Linked DNA regions of Mus musculus: all the other regions are linked to region 3. Evidence: chromatin contacts called from public HiChIP or PLAC-seq data. All regions are on one chromosome and are shown on one strand. Each heading gives the region's core, a stretch centred on a gene start, on an enhancer-like site or on the middle of the called end of the contact. The rest is flanking DNA. Distances are from core to core; before and after follow the strand shown.

Evidence for each region. HiChIP or PLAC-seq counts read pairs in DNA pulled down with a chosen protein or histone mark.
Region 1: an H3K27ac HiChIP or PLAC-seq map of embryonic stem cells shows a contact between it and region 3, with 9 read pairs. The contact joins the promoter of Hoxa7 here to the enhancer-like site in region 3. A contact is called at or near these places in 1 of 39 promoter capture datasets (the C10 cell line), 2 of 15 datasets of contacts at CTCF or cohesin (the NIH/3T3 cell line and embryonic stem cells), 9 of 484 Hi-C or Micro-C datasets (the HL-1 cell line, bone marrow-derived dendritic cells, embryonic stem cells and 3 more), 5 of 115 datasets of contacts at active chromatin or transcription factors (acute myeloid leukemia, embryonic stem cells, fetal liver and 2 more) and 4 of 9 other capture datasets (adipose tissue, embryonic stem cells, macrophages and 1 more).
Region 2: an H3K4me3 HiChIP or PLAC-seq map of embryonic stem cells shows a contact between it and region 3, with 12 read pairs. The contact joins the promoter of 5730596B20Rik here to the enhancer-like site in region 3. A contact is called at or near these places in 1 of 39 promoter capture datasets (neural stem cells), 2 of 484 Hi-C or Micro-C datasets (both in embryonic stem cells), 9 of 115 datasets of contacts at active chromatin or transcription factors (the NIH/3T3 cell line, embryonic basal ganglia, embryonic hindbrain and 5 more) and 3 of 9 other capture datasets (adipose tissue, liver and pancreatic islet).

Annotation. Positions count from the first base shown.
Region 1 is chr6:52,217,259-52,219,958 of GRCm38.p6, reverse strand. Hoxa7 (homeobox A7) reads left to right here and starts at 1,386. Exons shown (of 2, transcript NM_010455.2): 1 at 1,386-2,700. The coding sequence starts at 2,554.
Region 2 is chr6:52,175,903-52,178,602 of GRCm38.p6, reverse strand. 5730596B20Rik (RIKEN cDNA 5730596B20 gene) reads right to left here and starts at 1,448. Exons shown (of 1, transcript NR_163848.1): 1 at 1-1,448. The region is part of intron 3 of Hoxa3 (homeobox A3); the gene reads left to right. The region is part of intron 1 of LOC115490409 (a long non-coding RNA gene); the gene reads right to left.
Region 3 is chr6:52,034,933-52,037,632 of GRCm38.p6, reverse strand. No RefSeq gene overlaps it. Among named protein-coding and RNA genes, the nearest start is that of Skap2, 24 kb to the right of the region's middle. Within about 2 kb of position 1,437, at least 8 of the 459 cell types and tissues checked have an H3K27ac peak or open chromatin away from gene starts, as enhancers often do. A contact at or near this core is called in embryonic stem cells, where this site is marked.

The DNA of each region.
Region 1 (2,700 bases), core at 137-2,636, 180 kb before region 3:
GTCTGCGTTTACATTCTAAACCTAGATTTAAACATTGAGGACTATCTGGCCACAGGAAACGGAGGAAACAAACTCTGGCAGTAGGTTTGAAAGCTAGTTCTGGGACAGCGTTGGGAAATATTTAGATAGCAGATTAAAAACTGGGTCTGGGCTCAATAGTGTGTGAATATTTTCACACATAACAGATACATTTCCATTAAATAAGTAGGGAGCCAACAGTCAGAAAACATATAATTAAATAGGCCTTGCTGAGAGTCTGATTTTGTTCAAAGTCTGCCAAGGGAAAAGAGACACAGAAACGAAGTGAGGGTTTTTGGTGAGTCTTGAATCCCACTCAGAGGGAAGACTTGTGCCCAGAAGTGCCAAGACCTTGAAAACAGCAGAATTTGGGACCTATTTGGCCTTGGCAAACTAGCACAGAGTCTCTTGTGGGAACCACTTAGTCCTTTCAGGCCAAATTCAGATGACCTTCCTAGGTGTGTTAGTGTCGTGTTTTTCCTGTTCAACCCAACTCCGAACTCTGGTTGTCAGGTCTCCTTCTAAAGAGAAGTTCCACTTTAGACACGTGCCTTTGGACTGCTCCAGTCTCCTGAGTCTAGACAGACCGCCTGGGCCTGCCTGGCCTTTCACTGTGCGCCCTTCTGTGTCACCCCAGGAACAATTTATTGGTCTAAAGCAGTCTAATTTCGCCTCTTTGATCTCCTAGCCTTCTTTTGGTTTGCTTCATCTTCTTTTAGCTATTTTAGAATTTTATTTCTCTCTTAGAAGACACTGTTATTTCGATTTCTACCCCCTCCCTGTTTCACCTCTTCTGTTTCCCATCCTGGTCCACCATAAAGTGGATCCCGGATATTGCCGCCTTAGGGTCCTTATGCTCCAGGGGAGATAGCCCAGCTCCCACCTGCCCTCCTCCCCACCAAAACCTGAGCCCTTTACTAGGTAGGAGCTGGGGTTCGTTCCAGCGGGATTTGAACATCCCTCTGTCTTTTGTGCTTCCAAGACCCCCCTGAGAGGATGCGGTAAACGGGGGTGGGGTAGGTGGAGGCAGCCTGGACCCACTGAAAGTGATAAGAAAGTGCTTTGTACACCAGGAACCAAACTCTATAATTTAGAGGAGAATTTCCGGGGCAATTCCATTGTGAAGTCGGGTTTATGATGTGCAATCGAGCTGAGCAGTAAAAGGTCGCCAGTCTTCCAGCATGGCCTGAGCAGTTTATGAGGCGTTTAGGGGAAGGGTTCACCCAAATATCCTCCAGAGAGCGTTGGGCAGCAGAGCCTTCACCCGACCTATCATTGCAGGGGGAGGGGGTCTGAAGCCCAGCAAGGTAAGCCCCCAGGGTGGGCTACTATTTGGGAGAGAACGAGGCTGTGCTTAGCAAGCACACAGTGCTTAGAAAGGTGAAGCCGCGGGATCTGGGTGGCCCCTAGAAAGGGCTCCCTTATTCGCTTTTATTGTCTCCTAAAGAACTGGGGTTCCACAATGAGCTACAGCACCCAGGTCCTGAGATTACCTCTCCTGTCTCTAATCCAGCTCTAAAACTGTTACCGGCCCACAGGGTGGAAGGCTTGCTTGCCTGAGAGCCGCCAGGAGTGTATGACGGATGTGTTTTAAAATTTGTGGAGCCGAGTTTCTCCCAAACTGAATGAGGATACCCCAGTTTTTTGTCATCTAGGGGGTAACTAGGGGTTGTGGCAAGGACAAAGCGGGTGTTGAGCTATCTCTGGAGTTGCTGCCAGCCAGCCAGGTGCCCAGGAGCAAATGCAGAGAAACTGCCAGGGCCGCAGTGTCCGGGAGGAGAAAAGGAATCCCATGTTAGTATATCTGTTGGCAAATGAGGCTCATTAATAGATAAATATTTCACTGCTTCCTTTAGGGCAGATAAACAGTGCGCCGCCGATTAAAGAAAGGAAGCTGAGAGACGTTGACTTTATTCGAACCACATGGTTCCAGTTTGTGGCAGCGGTCTCTCCGCTCGGCTAGAGGAGACACCGCGCCTGCGGTGTTGGCGCTGGAGCATCAAATCAGGTCTTAAAGGTTTCCCTGCTTATAGAGAGAGGTGGGCAAAGAGTGGATTTCCCTCTCTAGACCATCTTTGGGCGGACAGGTTACAGAGACCCTGGGTCTTGGACCCTCAGAGAGGGCCCGAACAGGGGGAATCCACACAGTGGATCTGGGGTTCAGGAATAGGTATGAGGTTGTCGGGGGAGGGGGCGAGATCCCTGCCTCCAGGCTTCGGCGGCTGGGACGGGGCTCTGGCGGAGCCTAGGGGTCTGATTGCGTCGGGCGCCCTGGCAGCCCGGTGCAGGCAGGCCGCGTCTGTGAGCCTCTTCCCCTTCCATTCTAGGAGGCAGGCGGCCCGTGGCGCGGGACCACCTGTGAGGGCTGCTGAGATTGGCGGAGGCGGTCATGTGGGCGGTCACGTGCCGCGGCGAGCTCCGTCCAAAAGAAAATGGGGTTTGGTGTAAATCTGGGGGTGTAATGTTATCATATATCACGCTACCTCGTAAAACCGACACTGAAAGCTGCCGGACAACAAATCACAGGTCAAAATTATGAGTTCTTCGTATTATGTGAACGCGCTTTTTAGCAAATATACGGCGGGGGCTTCTCTCTTCCAAAATGCCGAGCCGACTTCTTGCTCCTTTGCACCCAACTCGCAGAGAAGCGGCTACGGGCCGGGCGCCGGCGCCTTCGCCTCC
Region 2 (2,700 bases), core at 199-2,698, 140 kb before region 3:
GGTAACTGTGCTTAACTGAGGCTGTTTGAGTGCTCTAAAACACCCCTTGGAAATAAAATGTAAGCTTTAATTGCTGTTCAATTACTTGTCAGCATTTCATATGATTTATGACCCAGTTCTGGTGCATTTTTGACCCAGTTAAAGACTCATAAATAATATAGTTTCACTAGAAAGAAGGAGAAATGGAGTAAAGGTTTGTTAGAGGCATCTTTTTATTGTGGCTTCAGTGCCGACAAGAGAATAAATATCTAACAACAGACTCTCCAGCCTGGTTCTGTATAAAAAGCATGCACAGTAAGAAGCCAATAACTGCTTTCATAGAGCACAGTTGGCTTTTTCTCTCCCCTCCCAGGAAAGAGCTAAAGCCACCCAGGTTATGGCCAAACGATTAGCTATTAGAAAGACTGGTCCCCTGGACTCTCAAAGTTCCATCCTCATCTTCATAGGCCAGCATATTTCCTCAATACCTTCCCTCCCCATCTTTGGATTTTAACGATACTTCTTGCCAAAAGTTACTCCTCACCTTCCTCCCTGGCTTGCACAGAGAGTCTTGGAGCGGTGAGCCCCCTCAGAGATGGGCAGGACACCCCTTGAATGGCAGAAAGGTTCCATCAGGCACCCCGTTGCTACAAGTACTCTTCTGTGCCTTAGAAAACGCTTCTTCTGGTCACTCTGGAAATCACGGGACTTAGAAAAGATGGGGAAGCCCACGGATGCTGAGCAAAGAAAAGCTTGGTGGTTTGGGAGAGGCTGTGGAACTGCGGGATTCGCCTGGAAAGCGGCAGTGAGCAATTTCTAGAAATGGATATCAAATAGCAGCGAATCTTCGATCACAACCCAGTAACAAGCCAACAAAACCTTGCTATTATAAATTATTAATTTTAACAATCTCGCCTATGCTTGCTTCAAAGCCAGCCTTTTGGATTTCAGATGAGCCGCGGGTACCCGCAATCTATGTGCCAGGACGCCAGACCCGCTTATTGAAATCAGAGCTCTATTTTGCCGGCTGGGACCCACCGCCCAGAGCCACCTAGGTGCTAGTCGAGGGCGCACGGAGCTGAGCTCTCCCGCGGCTCCTGCACTTCCTTCGGTCCGGCCTGGTCTTGGCACTCGGGCTGCTTGATTTGGTGGTGCAAGAAAGGTATGCGTTGCATACGCCCTAGCCCTTTGCTCCAACGCTCTCAGCCCCCTTGGCTCAGACAGTCCACTCCTAGGTCTGGTTCTCACGGCCTTCCCTGCAGCTGGCTTAGCTGAGAAGGCGGTGAGAGTCGCGTCAGCAGTTTGGAGGAGAAAGTGCGGGTTGATTATTGACCCACGCCTTCTTTCTTCAAATGCCACATCCGACCCTGAGGGTTTGAAGAGAAAAAGCGGCCGAGCGGATTTTGCGGCCGGCTCTCACCTCCTACACGTCCCGGGCTCTTCCCTTTCAAGTTGCGCCGCTGCAATCTGCCATAAGGAGCAAGTGTTTGCTGTTTTGTGCTCTGTTTACAGCTTTGGGGAGCCGAGTCATAAATCTTGCCCAGCCATAAATGACAAAAACCATTGGTATGCATGAGGCCACCCTGGCCCGGAGTGCTTTTTTGATTTCTCCCTTTCCCCCCTGGCTTTGTTTTTGCTCTAAGGTGACACTTTGGCTCCCTGACAGTTTAAACATACTACTTATATTTTTAACACCTTCCTTTGAGAGGGACCCTCGTTGACGCCTCGGAATTGCACGAAAGCTCCTTTTCTCTCTTCTCCGCCCCCCCCCCCCCCCGTGCTTTGGAGGAGTTTGTTTCTGAAGCTGGGAAGCTGAACGGGGCATTGGGAACGACCCCATCCTCTTTAACGTTGTGGCATATTACCAAGCAAATGTAGGCTTTTCCTCAACCAAGCAAAAGGAAGGCCATTCAACTAATTAGAGGGTGAAATATCCCGGATGTCCATTTGTGTTGGTTCCTTAGCTATCTTCCTCATGGACTACCTGCTTCCGTGCCCGCCGGTACTGTGCAATGGGTACACAAGAGGTGGAGACTTAAGTTTCTGAATATCTTTGTGTGTGCCTGAGCCCACAAAGGTTCATTTTACTGTAGGGACAGTTGTCCATCTCCCTGGGATACTTCCTTCCGTTAAGCCTAGAAATTTAACCAAAGGCAGTTGAATTGCATTTGGGAGGTGTCTGGAAATAGGCCCTACACCACAGGGACTGGCTTTAGGGTGTCTGTATTGGGAGCGGCAGGTGAAGAAAACTGCCCAAAGTCAGGGCAACTCATTTCTTCTTCTCTTCTTTCCCCACCCCCCACCCCATGAAAATGTCCATGGCAGGGAATTGCGTGGTTTCTCAGACAGATTCTTAAAAAATAGAACCCCACAAGAGAGCCCCTTTGTGAAAGCCGTTTGTCCTCATTAGCATAATTTTCCTGGACTTTAGTGACGCCTAGGAAGGAGAGGGAGGGCGTGGGGTGGGGGAGGCCGCCCTCCTCCCGCTGCCGCGGAGCTCGCTCTGCTCCTGTTCCTCCCCTCGCCTCAGCCCCATCCCCCCACGCCGGCGCTTCCCTAGCCGCTCTGCTCTCCCCTCCCGCCCGCCCCGGCACCCCTTACCGCACCCCCCGACCGACCCCTGCTCGGCGCAGTATTCATAAGAAACATACCCAAGTCGGTGCCACTAGCCCCGCGGAGCCCGGCCGCGCCAGCGCTTATCTGGGGCCGCGGCCGCGGGTA
Region 3 (2,700 bases), core at 188-2,687:
CTAACTCGTTTGGAGTGTATATGGGAAGTCACATCTCAGACGCTGTCATCTCAGCTCGAGATGAAGTTAACACATCTTCGCTGAGTAGTTAATTCAGTGTCACTGGGGACAGATTGCATTGTTTATGGACTTCACGTGGGGGCAGGAGTAAGAAGAACACAGCAAGAACACTGCTTTTCTCCCTACATTTCTGTAGACCTGCACAATTTCAATCACAATTCTCCTGGGTAGAGACGATGTCCAATTCAACAGCCTGAGCTGCAGTTAGCAATTGTTATTGCTCAATAAATATTATGGTAGTAATTCTTGGAAGGCTGGGATGCTTGTAGTTTAGACAAAGCTCTCACCAGCTGAGGAGCTGAGCTTAAAGTGCCATCATATTTCTAGCAAGTCAGAAGTGTTAAGCCCCCTGTTAGCCTGCTCATCATGTGGTATTTTCACAGCATTTCTCCTTAGGACAGAGCAGCTAATAAGGGCCTCTGAACTTAGTGATAGCCACATTTTGTTCTTTGTGGGTTATATGTAGGCTGTAATCTGTACCAATGAGTTGGGAAAGTGGCTGTTTAAAAAGGAAACTATAATTAGGGTTAGCAGGCTTCCACATCCTCTTTCCTATTTATTAGAATTTATTTAGGGAATCTGAGCGAGCAGCTCTTATATACAAAACACAGAAGTAGAGAGCATGGGTGACAGCCTTTCATAACTTCACCCATATGTCTCCGAGCTTATATCATTTGGATCAGAGGTATTCAACTTGTGCGCCTTGACCCTTTTGGGAATTGAATGACCTTTGCACAGAGTTTGCCTAAGACCACTGGAAAACACAGATATTTGCATTATGGTTCATAACAGTAGCAAAATTACAGTTATGAAGTAGCAAAAAAAAAATTATGGTTGGAGGTCACCACAACGTGAGGATCTGTATTAAAGGGTTGCAGCATCAGGAAGGTTGAGAACCGCTGGTTTAGATGGAGGCAGATGAGGACACCAGTAGTGTTGGGCAGAGCTTTCACAGAGTATGACCTCCGCATCCACAGGACCTGAACTTGGCTCCCCACGTCTTAGTTGCATGCTTAGAAACTGATGACTTAGTTTGTGGAGATGAAATAATTATGACGACAGTTGAATTAATGCTTGCCCAGCAAACTGTCTCACGCACAGTAAGAATTCTTTAATTTCATTTTCTTTTTTCTTCTTCATCTCCTTTTTCCTCGTTTAATTTCTTTAAAAAAATTAAAACGATTAATTTTTTATGTGTATGAGTGTTTTGCCTGCCTGCAAGCAAGTGCACCATATGCATGCAGTTCCTGGGGAAGCCAGAAGAGGGCACTGGATCCTAGATGATATACATGGTTTTGCGACACCATGTGGGTGCTGGGAACTAAACCTAGAGTAGCCAGTGCTCTTAACTGCTGAGTCATCTCCCCAGCCCATCTTTTCATTTGAGGCGGTGTCTCTCTATGTAGCCCAGGGTAGAATCAGCCTTGAGTTCTTCCTGCCTCAGCCTCCTGGGTTGCTGGGATTACAGGGCTGCACATAGCTTTAGGATCTAAATAATGCATTCTAATAAACACATTATTTCTAGGAGGTGCAGTGGGAGGAACCCCTCTAGATGCGATTGCAGGAGGTTAACTCTGGAAGCAGTGGATGAGCTGGTAGTTGCTGGAGTGAGGGGGAGCTTCTTCATCACTGGGAATGTGATGTCACCAAGGGCCTGGGTAGGGGCGGGGGTGGGGAGGTTTGGGTTGGGGTGTGGCCGTGTTGCCTTTGACAAATACAGAACCCAAGATGGCCTTATTTACAAGGAAAATAATGATTTAAGTTTTTTTTCTTTAAATTAGTGGTTATTTTAGTTCTCAAGATTATTAAAATTTTTCTTTTAAGAAAATATTTCTTAAATAAATGACTCTAAGAAAGCTAAAATCTTGAGGCATTCATATCACGAGTAATATGACTTTCAAATGGCTTCCTATGAGCTATGCCAGGAAGTCACATAATATGTAATGAATTATGTCATGTGCCTTTGGCATAAGGATGCATTAGGCATATTAACATGCTGGACACTCTCTCCAGTCCCCCTGCATCCCTTCACACCTTAACAGCACTGGGGCATATAGAGTGATGATTACTAATAATTTAGCAGGAAGAATAGATCTTCACATTCGTATTGATTTATCTTTGCACCCGTTTAAAAGACCTCCAATAAATATTTAAAGGGTATATATTCACTTACCAATAAGGCATGCATCAAGAGTCATTACAGAATATTCTCCCAGTGCTAAATTTGGTTGAAAAGTGAGCAAATTGAATTGCAAACAAGATGTCCCTTTGAGTGGCAATGCTTTTATTTCCCTTACTGACAGAGTCACACTGAGATGCATCCCCGAATTCAATGGTTATTGTATAAGCCTTAGGCAAATTAGCTAGGGAATATTAATTCACCTTACAACTCCTCAAAATCCATTATTACACTCCTGGTTAAGATGATTTCTGTTAATAATATTAGCTATGATCTTGAACTCTGAAGGTCACAGAAACAGGAGTTGGTCAGGAATTGAAATCAATGGAGCTGAGCGAGAGGCATGCATCCGCCTACACACGGAAGCAATCACCTCAGGCTGAGTATTAGATAACGGCGGAATATACTGCAAAGCCTTCTACCCCTCTCCTACCACCCAACGTCTATAAGGTCAATGAGAG